Linked DNA regions of Ovis aries: region 1 is linked to region 2. A link is a contact called in public Hi-C data. All regions are on one chromosome and are shown on one strand. The core of a region is the stretch at or near the end of the contact, and the rest is flanking DNA. Distances in the headings are between cores, read along the strand shown.

Evidence for each region. A called contact is a pair of places that touch in the nucleus more often than the background predicts.
Region 1: a Hi-C map of blood shows a contact between it and region 2, with 2.2 times the contacts expected there. The contact joins the promoter of PELI1 here to the enhancer-like site in region 2. A contact is called at or near these places in 2 of 16 Hi-C or Micro-C datasets (both in blood).

The regions. Positions count from the first base shown.
Region 1 is chr3:44,146,420-44,150,163 of ARS-UI_Ramb_v3.0, forward strand. It overlaps PELI1 (pellino E3 ubiquitin protein ligase 1), which reads left to right and starts at 2,041. Exons shown (of 9, transcript XM_060412042.1): 1 at 2,041-2,367.
Region 2 is chr3:44,087,166-44,090,811 of ARS-UI_Ramb_v3.0, forward strand. No RefSeq gene overlaps it. Among named protein-coding and RNA genes, the nearest start is that of PELI1, 59 kb to the right of the region's middle. Within about 2 kb of position 1,651, at least 16 of the 54 cell types and tissues checked have an H3K27ac peak or open chromatin away from gene starts, as enhancers often do.

The DNA of each region.
Region 1 (3,744 bases), core at 791-3,290, 60 kb after region 2:
TCTTCATCCTTCACTCCCTGTCACAGGTAATAGACTCACTAGGTGCTAGTAATTCTTTTACTTAAATAGTGTCTGATTTCCCTCAGTTGTGTCTCCTGCCACTGCCAGTGCCAGTTCAGGCTCTCATCTTTTTTTAAATGAATAAAATGCATTTATAAAATGTACATCTTACTAAAATTTGCTTCCAATCCTGGCACAACTTTCCATTGCTTCTAGAAAAGCCTGCATTCTTTGCATATTATACGAGATTCGTCACAATCTGTCTCCTTTACCTTTTCCTCTCTCCTCTAGCCATTCTGTTTAATCCCATCCTACCACCAGCAATGATGAATTCTTTAATGGACCAAAATATTCTTTGATCTCACACTTCTAGTACTAACCCTAGCCCTAGCCCTGCCCACAGTGCTCTCACTTCTCCCTTTTCCTTCCTCCACCAAAGAACACAGACACACCGACTCCTAGTCATACTCAAGTTTAAATGATCTTTGAATCATTTCCTGACCCTATCTGAGTCTGGGGTAGGTGTGTACCAAACCATCTGGTAAACTTTTCTACTAAGGTATTTATTGCAGTTTGTTTATTTACCTGGCTCTTCCTCTGCACAATAAGCACTTTGAAAATAATAAATATTTCTTTTATGCTCCTGTATCTCTATTTCTGGGAACTGAAGAAGTACCTGAGACATACTATACTCAATAACTGTTTTTTGAATATTAATCATGGGGTCTGCAAACACAAGGATCCTTGACCTTGAAACTCTCTACCTGAAAACCGCAGCTTTTCCTGTGTTTCTGATTTCTAAACGCTAGTCCTTTTCTTCCAGAGTATGGGGTTCTAGGTAGGCAGAGAAGGAAAACAAAAGATCTTGGGATAGGTTGCCTTTAGTTCTCTGGAATCCAGTAACATGTCCTGCCTTGCACCACCCTCGTCCACCATCTCTTCACACCTGGCTGTCCCACATGGGCGTAGACTTAGCTGACCAGCCCCAAAGCATACTCAGACCTTGGTTCAGACTTCTCTTATTGCCAACTGAAAGTTGGTCAATGTACGTACAGCAAACAATTTTCAACTTTCCACTTATCTTTTGAACTTCTACTTTATAAAATTTGTATTTCTTGAAAATCGTAGGCCTTAAAATTTAAGAAATTTTTTAACATGGATGAAGTAAGATACAGTGATCTTAACCTTGAGCTTTACCTTTGCTGGCCTTAAAGTTGGATGTGACTGCGTGAAGAAATGATGGGAATCTGACAGTGGTGATGCTCCTAACCCTTTTATAACGTAATTAATTAAGATATCGGAAGCAACTGGTGGCTCAGATGGTAAAGAATCTGCAATGCAGAAGCCTTGGGTTCCACCTCCGGGTCAGGAAGATCCCCTGGAGAAGGGACAGGCTACCCAATCCAGTATTCTTGCCTGGAGAATCCCAAGGAGCCTGAAGGGGGCTACAGTCCTTGGGGTCACAAAGAATCCGACATGACTGAACAACTAACACCTTTCTACAAGTCTTAGGTTAAACAACAAACAAACAAAGAACCTTAAATTTAAGGCAGAGAGGATACATTTGCGGGAAGGGAGGGAAATGGGTATTTGTGATCCTGAATTTATGGGATAAAATTAAGCAGCAGGGAAGACCGAGATATGGTGAGGAAGTCAGATTTCACTGGGCAGTTGGCGTGATGAGTCTAGAAGCTGGGGGTGGAGCGAAGTTAAAGGACTAGCCAAAAGTGGGATCCTTAACAGTACCATAACACAAGGAGGGCCTTGTTCAGTCAGCAGCCTCGCTTAACACGTTCCCTTCCTTAGTGTGTCGGTGACCATAGTAACAGTAGGGCCGAGCCTCCCTCCCGAGCATGCGCACTGCAGAGCGAACGCAGACGCGTCCTCAACAACAATGTACAGCTTTTTTCTTGAGGAGAACTACAACTCCCAAGAGACCGCTCGGCGCCGCCGCACCGCCTCCCTCTGTGGCCCTGCCCTGTCCCCTCCCTCCAGTCCCGCCCCCCCGCTAGTCCCCTCCCCTCCCTCCGAGCGTGGGTCAGAGACCCAGAGGCGGTGGAACCGTCGGGGGGCGCCGCCGCCGCCGCCGCCTCCAGCAGCAGCAGCAGCCTCGCCGCGCGTTCGGATTTGCCTCGAGCCCTCCTGGAGCGCATCACAAGGCGGATCCCGCGGCTCTTCCTCCGCCCGCGGCTTCTCCAGCGTTCGGCTCCGCGGCCAACTTCCCCTCGTTGGGCTCGGCCGGCTGGCGAACAAGGCGGCGGCGGAACGCCGGGCTGTCTGCTCGCGCTGCCCGCGCACGCACACTTCTCCCCCCTCGCTCCGTGTCTCGGGGCCGTGCTGGGAATTCCGGCCACCAGCAATTGTCCGGTGAGTGTGGCCGCAGGAGGGGTCGCGGCGGGGCCGCCGAGGGGTGCGGGCCAGGCAGGCGCGCAACTTCCTCAGCGGCTTACCGGGGCGGCCGGCCGGCCGGCTCTCCCCGCCCGCCTGCGCGCCCCCGCGCCGGAGGCGGCCGGGAGCGGAGTTTGCGGCGCCGGCATCCCGCGCCCTCGCAGGAGGAAGCGCCTTTGTCAGGAGCCTGCCCGGCGCGCCCTCCCCCTCTGCCTGGGAGCGGGCGCGAGGGTGGCCAAGTCCGAGCCCCGCGCCCGGGGTAGGGTCGCCAGCTGCCGGAGGGGAGCTCCGCGGGGGCTGGGAGCGAGACCGAAACCAAAGGGAAACAAAAGGGGTGGTGGGCTTTTCTTTTGTTTGTGCGAAACTGATAACTTCTTTTTCCTTTCCTTACATAACACAGACTTCCAAGTTAGTCATTCTTTTTATTATGATTATTGTCATCATCTCTGCGTGTCCCTCGCGTTTCCTTTCATCTCTGGATCACAGAGCACTTAAAAACATTAATTAATTACACCTCCGGGGCCCCGACGAAACAAGTTAATAAGCCCGTTTCTGTAAGTGGGTAAACTGAGGTTCAGAAGAGCTTGCTCCTCCACCGCACCTGGTGTCTGAAGACCTGAAAGCATTTATGAGTAAGAACTCGTTCTCCAGTGCCCCGTGGAAAAGTTAAAGATGTTCCTTTTACGTATAGGCTAACTAAAGTCTAAAAGAGGTCGGGGTACTTGTTAGGTAGTTCAAACCATAACTCTTCTTACATAGTGTTTGAATTTTAAAACCTCAAAAGTCTCTTGAAAAATGCCCGGAGTGGGGAAAATACTGTGATCATAAACTCACCCATCTAGTTTTGGTTTTTGTACATGTAGGTTTCTTACAAGGCAGACTAGCAGGGATGGGGGATGGGGGTGGGAGGACAGACTTTTTAACGTAGGCTTCACAGATTTTAATCACTGCACACAAGGAAATGTGTCTTGGTTTTAATAGCACCAACAGCTTTCCCATCGTTTAGTCATCAGATAATTGAGTGAGCGCTTTATCCATAAGGTGCTGGTTGTGCCAAGAACTGAAGCTTTAAATATACGAAAAGGTCATCTATTTGTTTTGGTTCAAAGACGGTGTACTTCTCTTAGTCTGCAGAATGTTATTTTTTCACAGCAGCTGATCTTTTGTTTAAGAACTGGCTTTGTCTTTTTCTACATTGTGTATGTGTTACCTTAATTGAGCAGAAAGATTAGAGTGTTTTTGTTGTTATTTACTTTTCATAGTAGTGTGAATTTAAATTTTTGAATTGTGGAGAAGGTTCAGTTTCTCCAGTTCTGGTTTCAGTTTATGGCGTTTTCTTTGTAACTAACAAAGAGA
Region 2 (3,646 bases), core at 401-2,900:
GACTTTGGGTCAATTATTAACCTGACAGGGCCTTGGTTTCCTCACTGATAAAATAAATGGGAACCATTCAGCTTACCTTCATGGGTGAGGATCAGGTCAATTAAGGCAGTAAATCACTTGGCAGCTAGTCAACTCTTAACTGTTGATAGCTATCGGAGTTCACCATTTGGATGAAGAGGATGTGGTCAGGAGCCCTCCTAGACAGACTGGAGTCTGCAGTGGGGAAGGGGTGTCAAGGCAGCAGGGGCATCCCAACCATTGGGAATGCCCAGGAACTGCTTTATCAGTGCCACTGCTGCCCCCAGCACCCTCCCCCATGCTCACAACTTCTCTGGGGGAACTGAAAATATATGGAGAACTTTGTAAATGTCAACTGTGGCTAATAATCTACCTCAATGAGAAACTCATACAAGAAAACACACACACACACCACTGCACATACAGACAGGGATCTAGCTTCAGAGCAATCAAGAATGTTATTTTCCCTGGGCCAAAGCAGGGTCAGAGATATTCCAGGACCTGTCCTCAGGGGAATTATTTCTAAGAGCCTTGACAAAATGTACAAAACTAGGGTAGAAAATAACAAGGTATAAAGCAGTGGTTAGGCAGAAGGTTTTTGAAGAGGAAGGACTAATTAATTGCTCCAGTTGGCACTTCTTTTATATATTGATTCCTGTTCCCAGGTCAGCAGCATCACTTTTCAGGGGATGTGAAAATAGTGAATATACAGCAGAAGGGCCTGGCAGGTGTACAGAGCTAAGCTAACAACTGTCAGCTGCCCCGAAAATATCTTCACTCATGGGTTTGGGGGGCTGCTTCTCCTAAGGATCCTTTCCATTAATTTTCTGGTAATAGAACCTAAAAGACCAATGAAACAAATATCAAATTTGGGACAAATTTATAGCTAAATAAACACAGGCTTTGGGATGCCACAAAATTGGGCTCCTAATACCAGCCTGGAAAATGTGGCTAATAACCTAACATCTCAGAGCCTTGATATGCTCATCTGTTAAATGGGCCTTAGTAAAGCCTGCTTCTCTAGGTAGCTGCCAGGATCAAATGAGACATGTTTGCAAAACTCCAAGTACCATGCATGACACAGAAAGAACTCAACTACTGGAAGAGTATTATCATTAAGTAAAATGTGCAATGATTCTTTGGTGGCTTCTTTTAACATAGGAGTTTCTATCCATCCCCAATACAGAATAGCTATTCTAGTAAAACTGATCATTTATTATGATTTGTGAGTTCACTGTCCAACCCAAGTTCCCGTGGAACATTTAGTGTAATCAAGCTGAGGCCCTCAGCAAGGTCCCTGGGTCCAGTCTTCAAATCCAGTATCACTATGGCAAAGAACTAGAAAAGAGAAGAAGAGTACCACTGTATGAAACACACCCTCTTTCCTTTTCCTTAAACCTGTTTATGCACTTCGCTTGTTAGCTCTTCAGTTCCCAGAGAGCAGAGACTCCTGGGAAACAGGAAGTAGCAAAGGCCTGTGAGAAAATCCCCAGATGAAGATCAGCAGTAAATCTCTCCCAGCAACACTTTGGTCAGAAGAGGGAAATTCCCCACCAGCCCTCAAAAACAGTCCCTCAAGAAAGCTTAAAGAAGGTTAATTTGGGAAATCCCCTCAGAGGCAACAGAACAGAAACGGAAATCTGCTTCTTAAGAGAAATCTGAAAAGAGTAAGCCAGTTAGTGGCTGCCTGGGGAGCGCTCAGTGTTAAGCCGTAGTGCTGCTGCTACCTCATTTCCCCCTTTTCATCCTGATCCTGAGGGCAACCCTGACCGGACTCAGTTGCCAGAGCCACTTGACACCCTCTCTTTCTAGGCTCCCACCCCAGGGGAATGAGTGCAACCAATGCTAAGCCAGATTCCCCTCCCATGCAAACCCTCTCCACGCGTGCGTGCATGCTAAGCAGCTTCAGCCATATCTGACTCTTTGTGACACTAGGGACTGTAGCTGCCAGGCTCCTCTGTCCAGGTGATTCTCCAGGCAAGAATACTGGAGTGGGTTGCCATGCCCTCCCCTCCAGGGGATCTTCCGAACTCAGGGATCCAACTGGGGTCTCCTGCATTGCAGGCAAATTCTGTACCTTCTGAGCCACCAGAGAAGCTCCAAACCCTCTCCATACCCAGCTATCATTTTCATTTTGTGAGTTTCCTTTAGTGCCATGAAATAACAGACCCTCAGGTTTTACTGAGTTCTAATCTGAATGTGACCTTGGGGTCACATTTCTTAGCTGCTGCTAAACTCCAAGAGGTGGGGGAGGAACCCTTCCCACAAAGAAGAAAAACAAAATCACATAAACCTCGTCCCTTTGAAGGGCTTAGAATGGAATATCTGCTGATGAGTAGTAGCAGAGAAAGTGTATAAACACTGTTAAAGGGGCCTGTCAGGGGAGGTGGAAGTGAGGGAGGGGGGACTGTGATCTCTACATGCAAACCAGGCCCAAGTCAACTAGCTGTCCACGAATAGGATCATTCCCACAGGGCTTCCACTGGGTGTCTTTTGTTTTAATTTTTATTTTATATCAGAGCATAGTTGTTAATAAACTGTACTCCATTGAATGGATTTTTTATTTTTTTTTAATCTGTGATTCTTAAATGACCATTTCAGGAAGATGACAAAAATGAGATTTTAGCAAAAGAGTGAAGAAAGTAGATTCCATAACAGCTAAAATTTTCTTTACTGTATACTTACTCAAAGTAGGTATCAAACTTTAGAAAAGAGAATTTTTTAAAGGTGTAAGCACTCTGTTTAAAATTCTATAAAATATTATACTCTCCTAGAACATGTGCCCTTTATGTTGTCAGGACCCACCACTGTGTGATTCACAATTGCAGATTCCACTTTAAAATACTTTTTGACTCCTGGAAAATTACCCTGCCAAAAATCACTTTCCTGGTACTTTCAAACAAACATAGTTCTTGTTTGCTTCAATTCATGTGTCTTTGTTAAGATTCCTTTTTCCAGAAATTGTAAAGATTCTTAGCCACCTACTTTTCTCCATGCTTGGAATAAGCCAGAAAACTCCTTTGGGGGTTTGCATGTTTCTAAGCAATTAGACTAGTCTTTAAATTCATTCTGTACACATGAATAATAATTACAGTAGTTACATTTAAACAACAATCCTAACTTGCAAATTCTAGCTTAGTCAACACACCCTCAAGAGGCATTCTTTCTTTCTTTTTTTTTTTTTTTCATTTCGGAGCCTAGAAAGTATTTAATTCTCAGTTCCTAGCAAGACCAAAGAATATTTCTGATTTTAGGGTAAACTTTTCATCTGCTCTTGGCGCTACCTTAGTTACAAATGTGAAATCAATTAAATGATGCACGGTCAGCAAAAAACAGCCCTTTAATGCCCGGCACAGATGAAACAGATTCCAACATGGGTCTAAGAGTAATAAATAAACTAATAAAAAAAGGAAACCAAGGAGCAACTTTGATGGAAGTAAGCCGTTTGCCTTTGCCCTGGAAAGTTTATAGTGTTTTAAACAATTGTAAACATGTCAGTATACGTGGATACCGTTTCCATAGCAGCATAGCAACAGTTAAGAGTTTCTCCAAACATATCCAAAAGGAAACTAAAAATAGCTTGTCTTCAATATCAAAATACATACATATACATATTCAGACAACAGTA